Regions from separate parts of the Mus musculus genome. Here regions 2, 3, 4, 5 and 6 are each linked to region 1. Evidence: chromatin contacts called from public Hi-C, HiCAR-type, HiChIP or PLAC-seq and promoter capture Hi-C data. All regions are on one chromosome and are shown on one strand. Each heading gives the region's core, a stretch centred on a gene start, on an enhancer-like site or on the middle of the called end of the contact. The rest is flanking DNA. Distances are from core to core; before and after follow the strand shown.

Region 1 (4,004 bases), core at 1,228-3,727:
CCCAGCATGCTGTCTGCAGAGGCGATGCACAGAGGTTCCCGCAGCCTCTCCTCCTCCAGCACCTCCTGGCCTTGACGACTCCAGCACCCCTCCTCTTCTCACCACACACCCGCTGCTTTAAATGGACAGCTGACGCTAATGTTCTCCCCGCGTCTCCTCTGGGACAATCCCATTCTCCGAGATTGCCCAGTTGGAGTCCAGAAACAAAACCCCACACATCCTCGTTAGAAAACTTTAATCTGATTTTTAAAGGCATCTATGGAATGGCGTGTCTGTTTGAACGCTGTGCCGTATACCGGACCTCTAGGCTTCCCCCCCTCACCCTCCAACTCCCCTCAGCAAAGGAACACAGCATATTCAGGCCAGTTGGATCATCCACTGCAACTTTATTTTAAATCATGATAGACAGATTGCGTGAAAAACAAGGAATTCCAACGAATTTCCTGCTCTGGGAACAGAAGTTAAGTCTATATTTAACAACATTTGAAGCTGTCAAGAATGCCTTGTGGTTGGATAACAGAGGGAGAAAAATGTTAAAAACGCAGGCTACTGCTATACCCAAATATGGAAATATTGTTACGTCTGGTGTCTGATTCACCATCTGGAAATACTTACAACCATGAAGTCAAATAGAAAAGACGCCACAACAGAAGCCAGGAACCCTCCTCTCCATTCTGTTTCTCCAGCGCCTCCTTCTACCCTGTTCCTTGCCTTCTCCACCCTCACCCCCTACCCTCCCGAGCTTCCCTAAGATGGAAACAATGAACTGTGCGCAGGAGGAACTGTTCTCTAATAAATCGGCCAGCCGAGGGGACCAGGCCTAGGCTTTGCTTTCATTATTTGCATAACACTTGACAACCCATTGTCTTTAAAAGTCCCCACCCCCAGAAAGCCTTGGAGAACCTACCGCCTCTAGCAAATTCCTCCAGGACTTACGAAAGGGCGCTTTTGAATGAATGAACTTAACTCTTTCCAGTAACAGCTGTCTTCACTGGAGTGTGCGCAACAGCCTCTCCTTCTCACTGGAGTCATTCATAGAACAGGCAACGCAGGAGGCTCTCTTAAGCAAGATCGCGAAGCTGCAAAGGCAGAGAGGCCCTAAATATTAAAAATGAAGAAAAGCTATCCCAGTTTATGAATGGCATTAATAACCCCAAATAGGGTCTTGTGTGGGAGGGGTGTCTTCAGTTGTATGTTTAATAAGATCTTAAAACCCAACTTCCTCTATTACAGTGTTGCCTTCTAAATCCCTCATGTCTCGGAACTTGGAGGGAGCCACTGCACTACCCTTGAAAAAGAAGGCTTCTAAGTGATCCAAAACAAAGGAGTTAAACACATGGACGGGCCCAGACACACACACACACACACACACACACACACACACACTCACACACACGGGGGGGGGGCAAACAAATACACACAGCGAGACACATAGGGGGCGGTGGGGGAGGGTGTCTGCAAACACCCCGAGTCTTTTTTCCAGCTATCCACAGGGCACAATGGTCCTGTTAGAATCTGTTTTGTCCCGGTAGCTTTTGCACCTGGTGATTTCAGGACAAGTCACTCCACGGTGGTCTCCTCCGCTTCTGCTTTGGCTGCTCAGTTTCCACCGCCGCCAGTCCAGGGAGAGAGGCCAGGAGGGTTGACCCGGCCTCCGGCATCCGTGAGGAAGTGGACGTCAGGCTCCGGGAGAACTCTGCACTCGTTTCCTCTTGGATTTCCAATGCAGGCAGTGGGCTGGAACTAAAACTGGGAACCTCCAAAAACAAACAAGTACAACATACCAAAAAAAAGGGGGAGGGATGAGGGAAGACCTCTGGCTGGAAATATGCCAGCGAAGAGGGAAGCTTCCCTCCCCCCCCCCATTCATAAATGCCACTCCGGGTATTAATTTGCAATACACTTCTCTTGGCTAATAAACATCATGCCAAAGCTTTGGGACTTGATCCGAGCATGCCTCTTTGAAGTCCACAAATAGATCCCTGGCTTAGAAACCAACTCCCCCTCCCCTTTGGACTCTCAGTAGATAACTTTACTCTCACCTTGGTTGTAAACAAGCAAACAGCTCGCTGCCTTTCCCGGTAGGCATCACCAAACAAAACCACTTTTGTTCCTCTGTCTCCCGCCCTCCCATGTCTAGGCAAAGATCTGAAGGGTTCACACCAACACATACACCACGCCCCCCCCCCCCATATACCCTCTTCAATCAAAATCATCACCCTCGCGCCCCAAGCATCCCGCCCTCCCCAAAGGAAGTTGTTATTTAAAGTGGAAAAAAACGAACTTTTTTTTCTCTCTGATGGATCTGAGAAGAGGGGGGAAAAGGTGCAACGGAGCCAGGGGAGGTGCTTGGCAGCAGCCCGCGCCAACCAACATTCCTGAGATGTTTGAGAATTCTAGAACGCGCCGACAGAGCTACGTCACTGCAACACGCGGCGCCTAGGCAGGCATTATAAAGGGCGGGCTCCCGGCGCTGGGGCAGACCGTGAGCGAGAGCGCCCCAGAGAAGCGCCTGCAATCTCTGCGCCTCCTCCGCCAGCACCTCGAGAGAAGGACACCCGCCGCCTCGGCCCTCGCCTCACCGCACTCCGGGCGCATTTGATCCCGCTGCTCGCCGGCTTGTTGGTTCTGTGTCGCCGCGCTCGCCCCGGTTCCTCCTGCGCGCCACAATGAGCTCCAGCACCTTCAGGACGCTCGCTGTCGCCGTCACCCTTCTCCACTTGACCAGACTGGTGAGTTGGATTTTTTTTTTTAACCACTGCTTCCCGGTCTGCCCTCATCGATTCCTTTCCCCGGGCCATGATCTTTCACCGCAGGGAAAGTTAGACTGAAAAGTTCGGAGGTAGCTGTTGCTTTATGCCCAGGGGGCCTCTTCCTGGGACGCAGCCGCTGGGGTGGTCAGGCTGCCGGGACGCGATCGAGACACTTCTGGTGGACGGAGCCCCACAGCCAGACCTAGGCTCAGGGCAGTTTACGTGCCTCCCCGAGCAATGCAAAGCAATCTCACGCGCTTCTCCCTCTTGCAGGCGCTCTCCACCTGCCCCGCCGCCTGCCACTGCCCTCTGGAGGCACCCAAGTGCGCCCCGGGAGTCGGGTTGGTCCGGGACGGCTGCGGCTGCTGTAAGGTCTGCGCTAAACAACTCAACGAGGACTGCAGCAAAACTCAGCCCTGCGACCACACCAAGGGGTTGGAATGCAATTTCGGCGCCAGCTCCACCGCTCTGAAAGGGATCTGCAGAGGTAAGAGGCTTGTGGTTTGGCCCCTTTAAAAAAAATAATAGTCCCCATAGTCCAGAAGTTTAGTAATTTTGAGACCATGTATGGTGGACGCTTTGTTGATGGTAGCTTGGCAGAAAGGCACATGATTTCAGCAGTCTGGAATGCAATTCAGAGTGTCTGGGCCCAACGAAAAGCGCATACGGAAAAGTGATTCCTGACTAACTTATTGTTCAGCTCTGGAGTCTCGGGGGAACTGTAGGGAACTTTACCATACATTGAATTGAACAGCGGAAAATATGTATGAGTTTCAGCCTGTGGCGGCGAATCTTAACCTTCTCCTCTCTCTCTTTTGGTCGTCTTTGCAGCTCAGTCAGAAGGCAGACCCTGTGAATATAACTCCAGAATCTACCAAAACGGGGAAAGCTTCCAGCCCAACTGTAAACACCAGTGCACATGTATTGATGGCGCCGTGGGCTGCATTCCTCTGTGTCCCCAAGAACTGTCTCTCCCCAATCTGGGCTGTCCCAACCCCCGGCTGGTGAAAGTCAGCGGGCAGTGCTGTGAAGAGTGGGTTTGTGATGAAGACAGCATTAAGGACTCCCTGGACGACCAGGATGACCTCCTCGGACTCGATGCCTCGGAGGTGGAGTTAACGAGAAACAATGAGTTAATCGCAATTGGAAAAGGCAGCTCACTGAAGAGGCTTCCTGGTAAGTGGATATAGAGTCCTTAAGACACTGTGCAGAAATGCTTTCTTGGTCTGCAACTTTGTAGAAACCAGTGTG
Region 2 (3,907 bases), core at 536-3,035, 570 kb before region 1:
AAGCAGCCAGCCACCCTTAGGCATGAGTGTTGGACTTTCAGAGACAGACAGACAGACAGACAGACAGACAGACAGAAATTAACACTGCGACATCCCCAGTTCAGATGAAGTTACCTGAAAAAAAATCATCTCATATTTAATGTTCTCATGAATGAGAATCATGTAAATAAGCTTTTATTGAACATCTTAAAGAACAGCCAGACCGAATTAGAACTGGTCTGATACAAAGACTTGCACTTGCTGAATGCATTCAGCAAGATATAGAAGAGTGGTATCTGTCTCTAAATCAAAGAGAAGAATCAAGGTTTTGAATAATGCTAAAGAATAAAAAGTATAATAGGAAAAGACCTCCTAAGCGGTCTATTTCACTAGCTGTGTGGTCGTGACAAGCGGTGTAAGTTTTGTCCCATGGTTAGATGTCCGGGGTCACAGGTTCTCAAGGTATAGATCCCACCTAACAGGCAGTATTTGTTGGTTAGAGGTTTTTAGAATGGCTCAGTTTGCTTAAACAAACAGTATCGAGGCTGTTCTGATGGAGTTCCTTCTGGTGGGAGCAAGAAGGGAAATTCTAATCACTTGTCCACTGGATTCAAATCTTTGGACCCAAACCTCACTAGCAGCAGGATAAGCAAATATCGGTAGACAGCAAACCCAAGAACTCTCTTTAGCAATTCAATCGAGGGGCATTAAGTGAAGGCTGGGCATGCACTCAACTTTCACACACTTGCAAAAAGGAGTCTGTCTAGGTCTAACATTCACTTTGTCCTCAGACTTACAAATTACAAGAAGGAGCCCTGAAGAGCCTAATGTGACATTCCAAGACCAAGAGTTGGGCAGGAGAAAAGTGTGCAATGGCAGGGGCAAATTATGAAACATTTAGGGAAAATCATCCCATTTACAAATTAACCTCTAAGTGCTTTGGAGGGCCCTGCCCATGATCCCATTAATAAAACTAAATTGTTTCCAAGATTCAGCCAGTCCTTAAATCACAAGCCTGAGAAAATTCTAAGCAGCTTCTGATAGCTGCAACTTGCACAGAGAAGGCAATGAAGAAACTGCTACAAAACAAAGCACTATTGTGGCCCGTGATGTGGGAGATGGGAGACCTTTGGCTCATCCCGCACAACCCTGATAGCGTTCAGAGCTGGTCATGGTAACTATTTCCCAAATCTTGAGACGCACGCACTCGCCTCGAGATTTTACCAACAGACAGACCACCACACCGGTGAAACTAACTGCAAGGTGGGAAATGTCACCTCCCAGGGATCCCGGGGAGAACCCGTTTCCCATCACCATATAACTTCCCAGAGTTTGGAAAGAAGCGCCCCTGCAAAGCGCGTCGCGATGGAGCCTGGCACCCCTGCTCCCGGCCCGTCAGTCCCCAGCCGAAGCCGAAGCAGCCCGGCTTTTGCATCTGCATTGCTTTTTGCTCTAGGGAAAACACGAAGTGGGAAAGCGCAGGGTACGCCACACACCGCGAGGAAAGTTCCGCCCCAGGAGTTTGGAGAAATGGATTAGAAACCAAAGAATCCCCCCAAAAAGCCCCGGCCCGCAGAGGCTCCGGGAACCTCCCATCCCGCGCTGCGCACCGCACTCACCGCTGTCGCTCGCCCGCGCCGCCGAGCCCGGGAGCCGAGCGTCCCGCCGCTGTCGCATGCCCTCGGGGGAGCGCGACGGGGCGAGCAGGCTCCGGCCAGCCAGCAGCGGAAGACGCGGAGCAGGCAGAGCCAAGCGCCTGCTCTCCAGCGTCCGCGGCGACGCGCCGGGAGTCCCGGGCAACTTTGCTAGGACGAGGGGGTGGAGAGGTGGAGGGCGGCCCGGTCCCGCCCGCCAGCCCGCCCGGCCTGTGCCTCTGCAAGTTCCCACGGGAGCGCGCCCCCCGCCGGCCAGGCTCGGATCGGCACGGCAGAAGGCCAGCGGTCCATGGAGGCGCTCTGCCTTGGTTGGGGACCTGGTGCCTATGGGGCAGCCAGCTCTGAGAGACTACCTAAGGTCCCCTAAGGGGACAGTAGCATCTAGAGGCCCTACACAGGGAGCCATACCTCAGAAAGATGCCCAGACTGAAACTCATTCCTCTGACTCTCTCTATGATGGAAGATACCTATTTGAGGTGTCTGCTGGGAAGCATATCCCTACCCCCACACTACTTACGGGAGGCAGGCTCTCAGCCAGGACCAAACCTGATACCCTAAAGCCTGAACCCCAAAGCTGCTCTAGAGTTCAAGCAACCCCAGAGGCCAAGAACAGGTCACCTTTGTGTTACAAGAGGGAACAAAGCCTGCTTAAGTTTCTCGTGGGAGTCATTTTGGCCTCCCGCAGTCAACAGTCCTGAAGGTGCTGTTTCAAAACTGACCCACCTTTGCTTAAGGCCGGGGAAAGGAAAGCAAGAGTAAAAGGCTTCTCTGCCCTAAAAACCAAATTCTGGGTCCCTGCATGCTAGAAGGTAAGCTGAGGACAAGATCCTGTGAAGTGAAGTCATTCTTAGGCAGCCCGGGGCACTTGGGAAACGTCTAGAGTGTGGGTTCGGACGTACTTCACCATCCGTTCAATCATGTGCATTCAATGGGACCCATCTCTGTACCACCGATGGCTTAGTTGGTCAAGTGCATAAGCTCAGATTGAATTTGATCCTCAGTCGAGTCATCTTGCCTCACCCACCCACAAGCCCTGTGCTGGAAAGGTGGAAACAGGACGATCCTTGGGTTTTGCTGGTCAGCCTGTCTAGCCCACGGATGAGCTCCAAGCTCTGCTAGAAACCAGGTGTTAAGAAATTGAGGAAGACACCGGAAGTTAACTTCTGGGTTCCGCGCGCGCGCGCGCGCACACACACACACACACACACACAAGCACACACACATGCACGCAGACTCTTAAGATGAAATTTAAGGATTATCTTCTTTCAACCCTTGTTGGGTCAGGGGTGTCCCACTTCTTTTCCAGATATTTTTATAAGTAAAACCAAATTAAAATTAGTACCACTTAGTAAAAACAAATGAAAACCAGTACTTCAAACGGCAAGCTCGAAGATGACTACTGGCTGGAGAGTCACTCAGAACCTTTTAAACAAACACTCACCAAACAGCCTCCTTGTGCTCTTATATTTCTGGGAAAGCAAGGAGTCACAGCCTTGTTTCGCAAAGGTAGAGGGGGTTTCAGACTGCAGCCTTGAAGGAGCTGTGCCCCTGCTGCACCCCACGTGTCTTGGTGTTGTAATGTGAGTGCTACAAGAAGTTAAAAAGTAAACAAACGAACAAATAAACAAGAATAAAGGAGTCGCAAGCCAGGATCCAAGGATGAGTTTCATGCCTGGTTTGTGGAAAGAGAGAGGCCCGTGCTCCTCTCTCCACTCTTGGACCTGCAACCATACAGACAAGAATTCACACGCCCTTCCCTTTGGGAACAATCTTAACTGAGGTTATGTTGAAATTCGCCGCCCTGGACTAATTAGCAATGAGGCTGCCTCCAGAAGCTAGCAGATGTGTGAAAAAATGGGAGTGCATCAAGGGAGAGATGTAAGTGGTACCGTCCACGTGGCGGGAGGGGGGCATGAAGCCTGCACCTGAGAGAGGAAATCTTGGCAAGGATAGCAAATGGGAGGGAGAAGGGATCTGGTTTCTTTAAGACTGTAGTAGTCCCTGGGCATCAATCATGCCCATTACAAGGCCACAAGCCCGAGAACGTGTGGGGAGCACAAACGGGACTTGGGTGATGTAAAAAGAACAAAAATGAAGACACGAAGTTGGATGGGTAGGGAGAAGAGCGTGGATCTGGGAGGGGTTAGGGAGAGGAGTAACTATGATCACAACATATCATACAAAGATCTCAAGGAAGTAACTTCTCTAGAGAGAATAGTCTACTCACAGATCCTGTTGAATACAAAGATACTTAGGAGAGTTCATCACCTAAA
Region 3 (3,731 bases), core at 466-2,965, 930 kb after region 1:
CCCCCGTTTTTCCTGTTTTCTTTTCTTTCAGTTGGGACTGGAACCAATGGCCTAACACTTACACTTGGAAAATTCTACCCACTGAGCTCCAGCCTCAGAACTTCCTCCCGATTTTTTAAAATTATATAGACCTAAAGCCTGCAGAGAGGTTCCAGAGATCGTAAGACTCCTTTCGTTCTTGCTTGATAGCAGCAAAGCAAATGTCAACAGCTGCGTCTCCTGTAACTATTCTCTCCTTCTTCGATAGCACAAGCTCTGTCTTGTCTAAGACAACAATACGTACTGTTAAAGACAAGACCTACCATTCTCTCACAAATGCTCTTAGTTTTTTTTAACAGAGCACATTGCATTTATTCGATCGAACTGCCATTGTGAGGACCTAAATGGCCCAGTTCTCACTAACGATGTGAAAATGAAAGTTTACGAGCTGGGGGTTATGGAATGCTTGTTTTAAAGGAGAAAGGGACACTGAGCTGGTGTGTACTTTTGCCTCTCCCCTTCATTTCCTTTCTAATGTGAGAACATATGTGTGATATCTAGAGGTTCCAGAGGCATCTTGAAACACCAAAATGAAAGTTACATGATAAGACCTGTAAAACAGGATCTATTGGACAGTGGTTTGGTCCCCAGGATAAAGGAAGTGGGGAGAAGAAAAAGGAGGGAGGAACAAGAAAGAAAAACAAAGACAGGAGGGTGATGGGTTTGAAGCGGTCTTTGGATACCTGAAGCCAGGCTAGGTCGCATGAGGCCTTTTCTCAGAAAACAGAAACTAAATTAGCTGAGTGTAGTGTGGGTGTCTGGGTGGGTGGGTGTGGGGGGAAGGGCTCATGCCTTTATCACACAGCTAAGAGTTGGAAGGTTGAGGCCCTGCCAGACAGTAGGTACTCAGGAGTGAAGGAATGTATAACCGGATAGGAACCTTGTCTTTCTTCTCCATTGTCTCTCTGAAATGCTCTTATATACCTTCCCAGGGGATGGGAGATACTTTCTAAATATGCCTCAGATGACCACCAGCCACCAAAGGGACTGAACCCTTCAGCACCTACTCAATGCCTCACACACAATAGGTCCTCAACAGTGAGTCAAAGTATAATAGGGTAGGGGACAATGAAGACAATCCCGTTCAGCAAAGATTGGCTAGGTGTCTACCCAAGCCATAGGTAGCCTTTGACCCCAGACCCAATACAGGAAATCCGGGCCAATGATTCTATAGTGTCAGTTCTGTTTCCTTTTAAGGAACGTTTTGTCCATGCTTTTCTAAGGAACTTTTGTCCGGGCGATTCTGTCACAGACACTCACTGAGATGCTGTGGGAGGGAATCAGGGTGAGAGCCCAGGAGGCTCTCGTTCTGGTAAGAACTTCCACTGATGCTCTGACACTGGCTTGGTGCTTAGTGAGCTGTCAGGAGAGCCTCAGCCGCGGCTCCACCCAGTGGTGAATCCTCGGCCACCCTGCAGGGGTCGCTGTTCCCATGAGAACCTCTGCAGCGGCTCCACCCAGTGGTGAATCCTCGGCCTCCCTGCAGGGGTCGCTGTTCCCATGAGAACCTCTGCAGCGGCTCCACCCAGTGGTGAATCCTCGGCCACCCTGCAGGGGTCGCTGTTCCCGCGAGGACACCCCCGCCCCCCACCCCACGCCATCGGTGAGGCCACGCCCCCCTCCCGGCCGGCTGTTTTCCGCCGCGGTTGCACAGTCGCCGGGCGGCGGGGCGGGGCGGGGCCTTCCTCCGGACGCGACCTCGGTCCCCGTGGCTCGCAGCTGCTCGGCGACGCGACAGGCCCAGCGTGTGAGCGGAGAGGCGCGCGCTCGCGGGCGCCCGCCCTCTTCCCTCCCCCGCCTCCCCGCCAGGAAACGACAGCTGCGCGGGGCTGGCGCCGCCTCCCGCCACCTACCACGTCCGCCCCGCCGTCGCCGTCGCCCGGCGCCCCAGCCCGGCCGCGGCGCTCCCCGCCTCCCCGCTAGCGCAGCCGGCGGCTCTGCCCGGCTGCCGCCCGGCATGAACATCATGGATTTCAACGTGAAGAAGCTGGCGGCCGACGCGGGCACCTTCCTCAGCCGGGCCGTGCAGGTACGGCGGCGGCGGTTGGGGCCGGGCGGGGTGGTGGCGCCGGGGAGGGCGAGCGGAGGGCGGGTCGGGGACGGCGTCGCCCTGGTACCCAGGCCTGCCGATGGGCGCGGCCTGGCGCCCCTGCCCCGCTGGCCGTTTCCGCCTCGCTCGCCCGGCCGCCGCCGCCCCGCGCCCCGGCAGGCGAGTCGGGACGCGGCCCAGGGCGGACACCTTGGGTTCACCCCGGGGCGGAGGCCTCGGTGCCCCAGCCGGCGAGGCAGGGCACGCCGAGCACCTTGGCGCCACCCCCACCCTCCGCTGCGCTCGCTCTCGCCCTCCGGGCCGCGTCCGACCGAGAAGGGAGTTTCCTTTTCCTGCCCCTCAACGCAGAGGAGCTGCCAGCTCAGTTCCCACCAGCCCTCGCTGCTGCCCCTTGGAAGGATTGTCCCAGAGCTTAGCAGCCCGTGGGGGAGATGGAGATTGCCTGTCCCTGTCGGTGTCCCAGCTTCACCAAGGACGCAGGACACCTAGGATTAGGGGTGCCCTGACGCGTTCCCCAGATGGGCTATATAGAGCAGGGGTGAGAGGAGGACGCGATTCACGTTGTTGTCACATTGGAGGGGACCGGGCACGCTTGGCTTCAGGCGCACTTGGAAGGGAAAAGTTCACTGCGTCTCCTTATTCTGTGATTAAGGAAGTGTCAGCAATAGGGAACTTGGGCAGATTTTTTACAGTCAACACCCACATTATGCAAACTCAGTTAAATCTCGGAGCAGATGTCAATTTCACAACGTGGCTTGTAAACAATCTGGTATTGAAGTTAGTGACATAGGGTAGCAGCAGCCCTCTGTTCCGGAAAGAGAAAACAAAAGTAATGTCCCATGTGCCAAAATCCCACCGAACTATAAATCTCACGTGTGCTGCTTTATTTCTTGATTCATTTCATTTTACTGGCACTGTGAATATCATATTTCGTTATCCTTGGCAAAAGAATCGGACAGTTCCCCAGGGTAATGACTGCCTATCTTATGAAAAATAGTATGACGAGCAGTTTACTGTGCATTGAACGTACTAGCTGCAGCCCATCTCTGTCACTTTGCCAGAGAGGCATTGTTCGCCCTCCCTTAAAAAGGAAGCAGTCTTAGAGAGGGTAAATAAACTGGCTTGACTTGCTTGGCTAGCAGACAACCAAAGTTGCCCTCTGACCCACTACTTACTATACTAGAGGCTGCGTTTTCCCTCAGAATGATCATCACGGGGTTAAGATATGTAAAATAGCAATATGATGTGGCCCCAAGAGAACTTAAAGATCATTTGGTAAAATCTGAACTCTTACCAACAGTGAGTAACGCTTAGGGATGGGAGATTCCACCTCGCTTTTGATTCCCTGGACCAGTGCACTGTGTGAGAAGCTCACAGCCATACTCGCCCCTTAATCCTCCTTCCTCCCCAGAAATGTGTGATTCAATAATTGGGGGATGAGATGAGGTGTTTTTAGACTTAACATTAACTCAGTAGAGGAGCCGAGGCTGTGGTAAGTTTTGTTTAGTGTTGCTTACCTGTTACTCCAGGTATTTAATGTGACAGATACTACATAATCCACAGTTTAATACAATTATGTGTCTCAATCAGACACAAAATACATAATTCAATCTAAATTATTGAAAGACTCAATTTTAGAAAG
Region 4 (3,438 bases), core at 924-3,423, 850 kb before region 1:
GGCTTATACAACAATTCAGTATAATACGTCTCATGTGACTCATGGACTGAATATTAGAGGTTCCTGCAGTTCTTAAACGCTTGTACAAATAACCCACACCCTGCTTTGCCTCTTAAAAGTGGCTACTGTATGGAAGGTAAAGTATGAGTTTTCAGTGTTACAGCATTTGGTTTTGTTCAAGATCAGCAGTTAGCATGAAGTGCCTGTTAATTCCTTTCCCACACATTTCTCCAAGTACCACGATGTATGGACTGTATCTCTAGGCACAGAATCCTAGGGAAGGAACGGTGAGAAACCTAAGGCTGTTTGACTAACAGTGCTCCAGGCCGCTGGGGTGCACTCCTTTAATCCCAGCAGGCAGAGGCAGGCAGACCTCAGCTTGAGGCCAGTCTGCTCTACAGAGAGTTCCAGGAGAGCCAGGGTTATATGGAGAAACCCTGTCTCAAGAAAACAAAACCCAGCATTCTAAACAGCAACCTTGAGACTTAAGATGGAATGGCTGCTAGTACCCAAGCCACAGAGCAGCCACTATCTACCATCCAGGAGGTTGACACTGCAAAACTATTAGTCAGGCTTCCAAATGTCCTGACCTACCTGAGAGTTTGGTAAAAAAAAGCACTTGTAATTACCACCTAAACGAATACAATAGTAAGTTTATGCTAGCTTTAAAATGTCACACACAAAAAGCACCTAGCATAGGTGTGGTACATGGATGATATCAAATGGCACCTAACCTAATTTAGGAACCTAGATTAGACATGTAACATTCCCAAGTGAGATGAGCCTTGCCATGGAAACTTCAAAAACCTGTTTGTCTGTGGTGGCTCGAGTCATCCCAGTGAGAAGCCTTCAGAAGAATTAGGACGCAAGGCAAGAGAAGCTAGGAGGTAGCCACAGAGCAGGTAGGGTTTTCAAAGAAAAGGAAGTCCTCCTCTGGGAGCTAGCTCACTGCTTTGGGCCACCAGGGTTAAGTACCGCCACTGTAATTACTACACGTACCTGTCTTTATTTCCTCCCCCAACCCACTATTTTTTTCCTTCCTGGCCTACTTTATGACAGTTATTATATATGAATGATGATGATCAATAGATCACTTCAAATTTCAGAGCTCTAATCTGGCCAAGACTAAGTCACTTGGATGAAAAGTGAGAATATGATTAGAGTCCAAACCAAGACTGATTGGGCGTCTCCCTACCCTCCTCCTATGGTTACCACAAGGAAGTTGAGCAGTCTCTGACATTTCTACTTGAGAAGAAAGCTAAATAGAAGCCTTCTCCAAAAGCACGTTAGAAATAAGGACTAGCCTGCTGAATATAAAATCAAATCACCTTGGAAACTGGCAGGGTCTAGCAAGGCGACTTATATTCTTGTTTCTTTTTATAATCACCGGGAAGTGTTTCACATGTAACCCGACCTATTACGTCAGAAAGAGGCCAAATCCGTTTAGGAGTTGAAAAAAATAAACCAAACGGTCCTTAGAGCCAAAGCGTCTGAATGCCTAGCTGTCTACCAACAAGGACAGCCTTTCCCTAAAAGTCAACAGCCCAAGACCCGACCCCCCAACCAGACCGCAAGCTCCCAGGCCAGCGGCCAGCGGTTTCTCGGGTAAACAGACACCCCAGCAAGGTCAGCCGAGCACGCCGCGGCGTCTGCTGCAAACACCTCTTTGTTCGAGGCTGGACCCCCACAAAGGTGGAGTCCGGAGACTCCCGGGACGATCCGCAAACAAAAGTTGCTCATCAGGCCGCCATCCGGAGCTACCCAGGCGGACTCGTGTGTGTTCAAAGGACGAGGGCTGGGAGTGAGCCTGGGTGAGACGTGCGAGACGGAAGTCGCTGGCGAGACCCGCCGGGGCCGCCGAGAGTCGGCGGGCGGCGGAAGGGCGGGCCCCCTCCTCGCCCTCGGCCCACAGCCCGGCCAGAGGAGCCGCGTGTCGGCTCGCGCTTCCCCCCAACCCCGGGGCCCACCGCCCGCCCACGCCCGCTCACCTTCACGCGGTTGAGCCCGGCCTCCAGCCGGAGCTGCTGGACCACCTTCTTCATGGCGGCGACGCTAGAAGAACCCGACATGGCGCTCGGGACAGCCGGGCCGACTCGTCAGTCCGGGCAGGGGGCGGCAGGTCGCGGGACGGCGGGGGCGGGGCTCCGAACTTCGTCGAAGTTTCCGGGGCTGTGCGCGCCGCGCATGCGCGCCGACGCCCCCTCCCCCTCCCCCCGGGACGGCCGCGGGCTCCCCCCGCGCGCGCGAGAGAGAGAGAAGGGGCGGAGCGGCCGGTGGGCGCGGTGGCGACGGGGGCGGTGCGGCCCGACGCCCGGCCGGCGCCTTCCGCCTCTGGAGGGGCTGGGTAGGGCGAGGTAAGAGGACGCCCCGGGGCGGACTCGGGAGCGCGGGGAGGGAGGTCCGCGACCGACGGCGGGGTGAGGGACGTGGCCGCGCTGCCTCGGGGCGTCCGTGACACGTCCCAAGTCCCGCCAGCTCAGCCCTGTGTGAGGCGCCCTCGGGTGAACCGGCGGCGCCGGCCGCAGCTCGCCCAGCCCGGGGCCCAGGGCGCCGTAACGGACCCGGGCCGCGGGACCCTGGACGGTCGGAGGCTGGCCTGTCGCCGAGAGGTGCGAGCCGCCCCGCACAGCTTCCTGTTAGCCCTGTCTTTCTGGAATCTGTCCCCCGTGCTTTTTTAAAAAATAAAGCGTTCGCGTTCGGGGATCGTTTGCTCTTTTGATGTCCCTGTAATTGCTGACTTCGTGCTTGTAACTGATGAACCCCAGAGGGGTTTTCAGAAGGACTCAAAAGTTTAGTAAGATTTAAATTAGTCCTGTTGAGACCTAACATCTCTAAACAGGAGGTTCGTCGTGAGTGCTGTTTCTTTGGGATACTGAGAAAAATGACATGGTTTGCTCTGGGCCAACACATCGCGTTACTGAGCAGTTAATATCAGTTTGGGGTTTTACCCAGTCCTTAACAGTGACCATCTAAGAAACTTGGGTTTGAATTTAGCCCTGGTGTGCTTGGGCAAGCCGTTTAAACTGCCGAAGTTAAAACGCTCCCTGGATTTCTTGGAAAAAAAAAATGAAACGAAATGAAATTATATGTGTAAAGAATACGAAAACTGAGGCTGGAAGATGGCAGTTAGAGGACTGGGGAACTGAGCCCTCGTGCAGAGGACCTAAGGTCACACTTCCCACCACCCACACTGGGCAACTCAAAAGCACCAAGTCCTGGGCTACTGTCACCCTCACTGGAGTCTGGGAACGTTTGCATTCACACACGTACATTAATTAATACATAATTTAAAAAGTGAACGAACAAACCATATTGTTTGAGACAGGGTCTCACTTTGTAGTTCTGGCTGGCCTGAAACTCCATGTAGACCAGGCTGGCCTCGAAACCCACAGCCTTCCAAGCATTGTGATTAAAGGCTTGTGCCTCCAAAATAAATTA
Region 5 (3,942 bases), core at 582-3,081, 750 kb before region 1:
TTTTTATGAAGATCTGTATGTTGTTCTACTTTGTCTGGGACTCCTAAACTCACGCGTATCCCCTACCTTAGCCTCCCAGGGAGCTGGGATAAAGACAGGAGCAGTGTGTGTGTGTGGGAGGGGGGGGGGCTTACTGCTCCAATGTAAACATGATTCAAGTCCCTGTGGAAAAGTGTTTTCTAGGCGCTCTCTCCCCCCCCTCTCTCTAGCTGAATGCTAAGTGAGGGCACTTTCACAAAATCTGTATCCTAACCGGTTTGGGCCGACAAGCTGGTTTGTCCAGTTTTCCCATTTTAAGAGAGCCCAAGTACATAATTTGACTGGGCTGGGTTGGAGGCCTTCTGGGCTAACATGAACAGTTAACTTTTCCATGGTGCGTACACCTGCCTGAGCAAGCCTAGGATGCTGTGGACTTAACAAGTCTTGTCACAAGGCTCAAGTGTGTCATGGATCGAGTTTCACATTTCATCCTGGAGTGGCCCGGCCCCAGCAGTTATCTCCAAGCTGCTGTGGCCCTGTTACTTAATCCCTGGACCTATTATCTTCCCTGTACAGATGGAGAACAAGAAGGAAAGGAAGGGTGTAAAATGACAGGCTGTAGGGGCCCCAACAGTTACCAAAGAAAACGCCCCGGTTTGAATTCTATCCATTCCTAATCCTCTCAGAGAGCCACTTTGTACGAGGAACTTCTGTGCACACCGGGCAGGACAAAGTGTCGACTGGGAGCACAGCTTTTCTTGTTTAGTTTGAATGAACACTCTAAGCTTCGTGGGCCCACAGGCTCTTGGGGAGTAAGGAGATTGGATGGCTTAAGTTTTGCTAGCTGGATCGACGGTTTTGAATTTTATCCAGCCTCGTAAATGTGTCACGTCATATACAGACCTTTCCGTTCAAGATCAAATTTGGGACTAGAAAGGTTTTCCTCCGGAACCTTGCGGGCTCCATGGTAGCACTATTTTCAGCTAACTCCAGGCCTGGACTCTAAACTGAATTGAAGCAAATATCAAATCCAGAAGGCTCTCATCCTTGGGCTCCACCTTTCATCCAGCCTGGATTCTAGAAGAAACTCCCGGCTCTCACAACTGCATCGGCGTGGCTGGTTATGAATCTGACACGCAGGACTAAGGAGCCTGAACTGTGGGTATTAATGTAAAGATTCCTCTACTGGTGCTGATGGGGAATTATTGGGCAAGTTTTATTTCCTGGGCCCAGGTGACTTGCATAACCCAGCAATCTGCACCAGGAGAAATATGTGCTGACCCGGACAGAGCTCACCATTTACGCACTCTACACCACTGGAAAATCCGGGGCCAAATAATTTCTCAAACAAGCCTGCCCCTGCGATGATGTAAGTTCTTCCCCTAAACGTGGGGCTGGACCACTATGAGCCACCTACCCCTGCAGCAGCGGCAGACCTCACTCGCTAAGTCCTGCGGCAGCCTCGGAGGACTCGCCAAGCCCGCGCGGTCGGGCCAAAGGGACCCCGCGCGCGCCCGCGCCGCATCCCGAAAGGGCGCGGGGCCCCCCCAGCACCTACCTCGCACTTTCCGCTGCAGGCGGCGGGCAGCAACGCTCTCCAACCGCTGCAACGGCCGCGACGAGCCCGCCCAGAGTCGGCCCCGGTGCCTGCGTCCACGTCCAGCCCGGTGCCCTCCTCCCCGCCTGCGCGTCACAATCCCGCCGCTCACCGTCACGGCTCCGGGAGCGGCTCACGCCTCCCGCAGCCCGCGGGCCCGCACCCGCGGCGGCACGCAGCGGCTCCGCGCAGCCTCCAGCCCGCCCGGTCCGCCCGGCCCGCCTCTCGCCGCTTTCCTCGGCGGGCGCCCATCCCACCCCGCCCCGCGCTGGCGCCGCCCATTGGCTCCGCCGGTTGCCAGGCGACGAACAACCGCGGCCCGCATTGGTCCAGCGAGGACTAGCCTCCGACAACCCCCAGCAGACGCCAAGCCGCTCTCCCCCGCGCAGCTGCGGCTACCGCACCTGTTACACCCGGGGTCACCCGGCCGCTGCTCCCCGCCCCCAGCTCTCCACGGGGACAAGAGGAGGGTCCTAGCCGCTTTAGAGCCGGGCCTCTGAGGCCACCCCTGAACCCCAATGCTCTCTGGAGAACCAGGTGCGCTCCCCAGAACGGAGAGACACCGGGGCATTCCAGAATTAGGTCAGGCCCTGGAGAAGGAAGGTAGTGGCCTCTGGAATCAATGCGCCAATGCACAGAAATCCGTGTAAAACCAGGGCCAGGGTAGTGCGCGTGAAACCCCGAGTTCATTCCTCAGGACTGCACAGAACGCATGTGAGGGTCTGTGATCCGGCAGAATTGAAGTACAAGGTCATTGGCAGCTTGAGGCTAGCCTGGGCGTTATGAGAGAAGCTCAAGTAGTGAATAAAACAAACTAAGGCAAAGGAAGGGACCTAGGGAGGAGACAGCTGGAAAGGGAAACTAAGAAAAGGTACTTGTGAACTAGACCTTGATGAAAAACTCCCTAGGCCCTCTCCATGAGTGCCAAGAAAATGTAGGACAGTGGCAATTGGCCAAATCCACTTGCCTCTCCCTACTATTTTCACCTAAAGTTCCCCTGGGAAAGGAAAATGGAGAAACCTTAGTAAAGGGTAGGGTGGTGGGGTTCTAGCAAGCTGTTTACTCAAGAGGAAAAAAAAAAAGAGGTTTGGGGTTAAGTGGCTCCTGTGAGAACAAAACATCGTAAAAGGAACACAAGAAATACACCACTGCCACAGAAGAACAAGACAGAGAGGAACAAGGACTACACATGCCCACAGTGCTAGGTAGAAGATCAGAGTGCAGAAATGAACAATGGATTTGAAGGAGATTGGATGCTAAATACAGGTAGCAAGGATACATCATTACAAAGGCGCTTTGGAGCACAGTGCCAGTGAGAAATTACTGCCAATGACTGTCTTACTCTCGAAGTTAGACCATTAGTGGGGTGAGGTTGCTCCCTCTGCATCCGAGGGGGTGTTCTGAAAGTTCCCTTGTCCACTCTCCAAAACACTCCTTTTCCTCTCTCAAGAAACATCTTAACGTGGCATTTATTCTTTAAATGCTGAGTCCGGCTTGGCCGTGCAAGGGACAGCATGGTATGGTCCCACCCCTGGAACAGAGAGAGCAGGGCACGGGCCTCCATGAATGTTCAATGGCTGCTGTGGGCATAAGGCTTGTTTGTATAATAATGTACATATTCTATGTTCCTCCATCAGGGAATGCTCCCCGTTAAGGTTAATGATAATCAGAGACAGCGCAAGTCTGGGAGGCAAAAGTATGTCCTTAGCAAACACGGTAAACACTGTGACCTTCAGGGCTGCCCTTAAAAGGCTGTGGGAAAGAACTCTGAAAATGTGAGTTCAAGACTAAATTTCTCAACCAAGCAAAACATGAAGATGCGATATGAATTATATGAGGGGCTTCCCAGACCTAAAAGAACAGAGGCAGCTGCACTATAAGCCAGTTTGTCAGAAAGATACAAAGGCAGGCAGATCCCTGAGTTCAAGGTCAACCTGGGACAAATCTAATTTAGGTCCAGGCTTGGTCAGAATGGTAATCTCATGACAGAATCCCACCCAGCTAAGTTATTGTCTGTGCTTACAAAGACAGACTGATCTCTGAATTCACTTGCAGTGTTAAAAAAAAAAAAAACAAATCAAAACTGTGCTAGCTGTCTCTAAAAATGAAGGGGCTGGGTCAGGGAATGCTGATTTTTGGGATAATCAAAAGGGAACCTGGAATAAATGGCTTAATTGATATGCAAATAGAAGACTGGGCTTTTGGTCTACAAGAGATGAGCTATTCAGAGAGATTTTAGGATTGTTTTTCTAGCCAGAGAAAGCTGCCTTGTGCAGAGGGCTTTCTGGAAAGCTGTCCTGAGCAGAACATGAGCACTTAGCTTGTAAGGCCCACCACCATTTCACGTCCAGGGGTTGGTTGGTTGG
Region 6 (3,828 bases), core at 442-2,941, 800 kb before region 1:
ATTTGCCAGTACAAACGGGTTCATTCTCAAAGCATAGGTCAGTCCCCTGTAATTCTGCCACACAAATATATGTAGTGGGGAAGGAGACTCTTATAATCTACACTCTTCTCATTTCAAGAAGCAAAAGGCTAGTGAGGCCTCATTTACTACGAGTTTATGGATGAGTATAATTTTCTTAGCATGTAATGACAAATTCTCACAAATACTATATCACCCACTAAGTGTTGAGTGCCGCAATAAATCAGATTGTTATAAAACCACTTAATTGAGGGGAGGGGCTTTAGGCTGAAACAGCTGAGCAAGTCCCTTGAGTTCCTAGTTAGCCAATCAGAACCAGTCAGCTAATCTCTAAGCAGGTGTCTTAGGGCTTCTTTGGCTGTGAATTAGCACCATGACTGCAAAACTTATAAAGGAAAACATTTCATTGGAGTTGGCTTACAGTTCCGAGGTTTAATCCTTATCATCATGGCAGCATCCAGGCAGCCGTGATGCTGGCGAGGGAGCTCAGAGTTCTAAGCAGCAGGGCAAAGACTGAGCCACTCTAGACCGAGCTTGAGCATGGGAGACCTCAAAGCCCATCCCCACAGTGACACACTTCCTCCAACAAGGCCACACCTGTTAATGTGTCACTTCCTATGGGACAAGCATGTAAACACATGACTCCATGAGGGCCATTCCCATTCAAACTACCACAGTAGGAAAGATCCACCGGACCAGAAACTAAAAGTAACAGCTATCCATTGCCAAACAGCTAATTCTTTCTCTCCCAAAACTTTAATTTCTGATCTTAATGATCTGAGTGCTACTAGTGACCCTTGCTCAAAGAAACGTTAATGCACCTAAATTTTTCTTTTTAAAAAATGTCCAGTTTCCACAGTAGGCAGTCTACAAAAATACTGTCACTATTTTTCTAAACAATGTATGCAAACACAAGCATTTAAATATCTATGTCTCAAAACCAAATATAAGTTTAAGACCCATCAACTGTTCCTTCTTTGTACAAATTTTTTGAGACTGGACCCCCTGACATCGCTGACCCCCAGGTCCAGCCACTGTCATCAACTTCGGTCACGCGATTTTACCAATGCTTCGTGGTAAGTCCGTAAGCTTTATACGCCATTCTGCTGGGTTAAAGAAAAATGGACTCAAATAGCTGTTTTTGCCGCTTTCCTGGGTGGGTGACTGTCCATAAACGAAAGAACTAATCCGTACCAAGTACAAAGGTTAGCAGAACATCCTGCTTTCGGATGTACTTTTGGAGGTGGACACTTTCCTACTAAATGTGCATTGCCTTGGAAACCGAGAACCGGTTCTCCTACCCTCCCCGCAGGTGGCTGAGCGGTTAGCGGGAGGAGCTGGCCTCGGGAATCTGATGAGGCAGGAGCATTACACAGTCTGCGGCCTGGGAAGTTGCCCAACCTCTGAAGGAAATCTAAAAAGAGGAAGACTCTGGTGGTTAAGGCTACTCAGTGAGCGCACAACTTCTACAGCCTTGAGTATCAGACCGACGGGCAAATGAGTGCTGACCTCGAAGTCGGGACGGTGGCGGATCGGTTGGCAGAGAGCAGCCTCGGAGCACGGGCAGTCCCCGGCCGAGAGCCGTGCCAACAGCGGCAGCAGCAGCAGAGTGAATTCCGGGAGGCCACACAGCGCCATGCCTGGGGTGGAGGCTGCGGGAATGACGCCTCTTGAAGGGCGGGCCCTGATGTCCTATGGGCAGGCGGGGCGGAGTCTCTGCTGAGGGGCGTGGCCTGATGCTAAACGGAGAGCGACCCAGCCTGCTGCTTGGTAGGTGGGCCCTAGAAGGCGGGGCTGATGCTGGACTTTGTGGAGAAGTGGGACTTGCAGCCAATTGACTGGGATCCCACCCCGGCTGCTGGGGGCACTACCTATGAGTAAATGTAAGATGTGACAGGGGTCTTCCTTACACTCCAGTGCTAGGAAGGGCTAGGTAAACAGTCTTGACCCGGGTAACTCGCAGGTAACTCTACCACTTTTATTCTCTCCATCACTCTACATCACTCTACACCATTTCATGATTGTGTGGTCTGAACGTTTTCTGCTCATTCATCTTACAATTGATTTTGAATCTCTTGCTTGGCGTTGCTCCCCGCACCCCACCCCTGCCAATATAGCTCAGCACAGTGCTTGGCTTGTAGTAAATAGTACGTTCACTGTAAAACTCCAAGAGCTCCTGTTTTCTTTTTTTAAACTTCAATCGGTTTGAGACCATTCTTTTCCAAGTCTCTACACAGGGTATTTTTTAAAATGTAAAATGGACGGGTGATATTATTGTCAATTTACCAGATGTTTGGTTAAGTGTGTATTGTGATTTTCCAGCATTAAATAAAGAGAATTTAAAGATAAACTCTGTGCGGTGATTTTGCTTGAGAGATATGACCTCAAGAAAAGCCTTTCCTTTGGCTATGAGAATAGGGAAGGGGGCTCTAACAGGGTCATCAGGTCCTGGGGGTGTGACCTGGATTGCTCTGCTCAGCGTGTACTGAATGCTGGAAGGAGAACGCACTTTGAAGATTTGGGCATTTTCTTTGGGGAATTCTTCTGTTTAAGTAGCAACAGGAATAAAAATTCTCTTTATGGCTATAAAGGAAATTGAATGTCATTAAACTCATAATGACAATTAAAACACCCATTATAGCATATGAGTTTAAATTTATTGTACACTCCCTAAACACCAATAAAAATTTAAATGATGTAAATTCTTTTCCCAGAACCAAAATGTTGTCAAAGCAAGGATCTCTCTGAGCTCTCTCAGAAGAGCGGAAAGCAAAGGATACTCGGGAACAAATTAATATATTTCTAATCCTGGCAGACTGGAAAGGCTGGAAACCAGGTTTGCTTTCTTGTCTTCGTTTCTCTTCCTGTGGCTGTGATTAAGAAGTAACTAAGATAGCTTTTTTTCCTGGCTCACAGTTCAAGGTACAGTCTACTATGGCAAAGAGGTCACGGCAACAGGGTCTTGAAGCAGCCGGTCACAGTCAGAAAACAGGATGCAGGCATGCATGCAGATGTTGAGCTGGCCTTCCTCTTCATAATGCAGTCTTGAAACGACCTCAGAAAATGGTGCAGCCAGAGTGGCAGACAGAGTCTCCCCACCACAATTAACTTGATTGTAGATAGGCATGCCCAACATCAGGCTGACGGTTAACACTATCAGGGTCCCTCCTTTAAAGGCTTGATGAACGTGGTGGTGAAGGACTTTTGCTCGGCTACTTTTCCTCTCAGGCTCTGATCTGGACTGAACCCTCACTGTCCAATCAGAGTAGGAGCCGTGTAAAGCAGGTGTGCTTTTCAGCCTTGTCTTACGGGCAGCGAAGCTGACCCACAGGCGGATGTTCCGAGGATCTGATGATGCTAAGTGTGAAGCAGGGGTTTGGCCTGACCTTGCCTTAATAGGTACTCTTGTTCTTCAGGGGTTTTCCACCTAAAACCTGGTATGTGCCTCAGTGGTAAGGCGTGGAGCTAAGATTTCACCCTGGACAATGTAGCTCCACGTCAGCAACCTTAACATGGATGCCAAGTCGTCTCCACTCTCCATCAGGGCGGGGAAGTCTTCAAGCTGCCCCAGAGCCCGTCCTTATCTGGCCTTTGAGCAAGTAATCTGTCGGCTCCTGTAAAACTGCACAGCATCCCCGGGCCACGGCGCCTCCACTCCACTCGGCAATCTCAATGGGTTGGGCAAGTCTACAGTCTATTTTCCTGACATAGAGGAAACTGTCAGCATTAGGTTGACAGTTTAAGACTCACACAAAGCCTGCAGCACAGGGCATCATCCCCTTCTGGAATCACATGGCCATTCTTACCTGG

Evidence for each region. Promoter capture Hi-C pulls out the DNA fragments that hold promoters and counts their contacts. A called contact is a pair of places that touch in the nucleus more often than the background predicts. HiCAR-type assays count read pairs that join an accessible place to other places. HiChIP or PLAC-seq counts read pairs in DNA pulled down with a chosen protein or histone mark.
Region 2: a promoter capture Hi-C map of embryonic stem cells shows a contact between it and region 1. The contact joins the promoter of Lpar3 here to the promoter of Ccn1 in region 1. A contact is called at or near these places in 5 of 39 promoter capture datasets (embryonic stem cells, hippocampal neurons, liver and 1 more) and 1 of 115 datasets of contacts at active chromatin or transcription factors (pancreatic cancer cells).
Region 3: a contact with region 1 is called in a HiCAR-type map of astrocytes, with 2.2 times the contacts expected there. The contact joins the promoter of Sh3glb1 here to the promoter of Ccn1 in region 1.
Region 4: a contact with region 1 is called in a Hi-C map of cardiomyocytes, with 2.0 times the contacts expected there. The contact joins the promoter of Gng5 here to the promoter of Ccn1 in region 1. A contact is called at or near these places in 1 of 39 promoter capture datasets (cranial neural crest) and 1 of 484 Hi-C or Micro-C datasets (cardiomyocytes).
Region 5: an H3K27ac HiChIP or PLAC-seq map of microglia shows a contact between it and region 1, with 6 times the contacts expected there. The contact joins the promoter of Ssx2ip here to the promoter of Ccn1 in region 1. A contact is called at or near these places in 2 of 115 datasets of contacts at active chromatin or transcription factors (bone marrow-derived macrophages and microglia).
Region 6: a FOXA1 HiChIP or PLAC-seq map of pancreatic cancer cells shows a contact between it and region 1. The contact joins the promoter of Ctbs here to the promoter of Ccn1 in region 1. A contact is called at or near these places in 1 of 115 datasets of contacts at active chromatin or transcription factors (pancreatic cancer cells) and 1 of 9 other capture datasets (pancreatic islet).

What each region holds. Positions count from the first base shown.
Region 1 is chr3:145,648,458-145,652,461 of GRCm38.p6, reverse strand. It overlaps Ccn1 (cellular communication network factor 1), which reads left to right and starts at 2,477. Exons shown (of 5, transcript NM_010516.2): 1 at 2,477-2,732; 2 at 3,027-3,240; 3 at 3,585-3,929. The coding sequence starts at 2,670. Gm17501 (a long non-coding RNA gene) reads right to left here and starts at 2,385. Exons shown (of 3, transcript XR_003954574.1): 1 at 1,542-2,385; 2 at 1-1,079.
Region 2 is chr3:146,218,839-146,222,745 of GRCm38.p6, reverse strand. It overlaps Lpar3 (lysophosphatidic acid receptor 3), which reads right to left and starts at 1,785. Exons shown (of 3, transcript NM_022983.4): 1 at 1,599-1,785.
Region 3 is chr3:144,718,319-144,722,049 of GRCm38.p6, reverse strand. Sh3glb1 (SH3-domain GRB2-like B1 (endophilin)) reads left to right here and starts at 1,715. Exons shown (of 9, transcript NM_019464.3): 1 at 1,715-2,068. The coding sequence starts at 1,997.
Region 4 is chr3:146,498,571-146,502,008 of GRCm38.p6, reverse strand. It overlaps Gng5 (guanine nucleotide binding protein (G protein), gamma 5), which reads right to left and starts at 2,173. Exons shown (of 3, transcript NM_010318.2): 1 at 1,989-2,173. The coding sequence starts at 2,069. Spata1 (spermatogenesis associated 1) reads left to right here and starts at 2,216. Exons shown (of 15, transcript NM_001316756.2): 1 at 2,216-2,354.
Region 5 is chr3:146,402,531-146,406,472 of GRCm38.p6, reverse strand. Ssx2ip (synovial sarcoma, X 2 interacting protein) reads right to left here and starts at 1,831. Exons shown (of 14, transcript NM_001355661.1): 1 at 1,538-1,831.
Region 6 is chr3:146,448,330-146,452,157 of GRCm38.p6, reverse strand. Ctbs (chitobiase) reads right to left here and starts at 1,691. Exons shown (of 7, transcript NM_001293672.1): 1 at 1,528-1,691. The coding sequence starts at 1,656.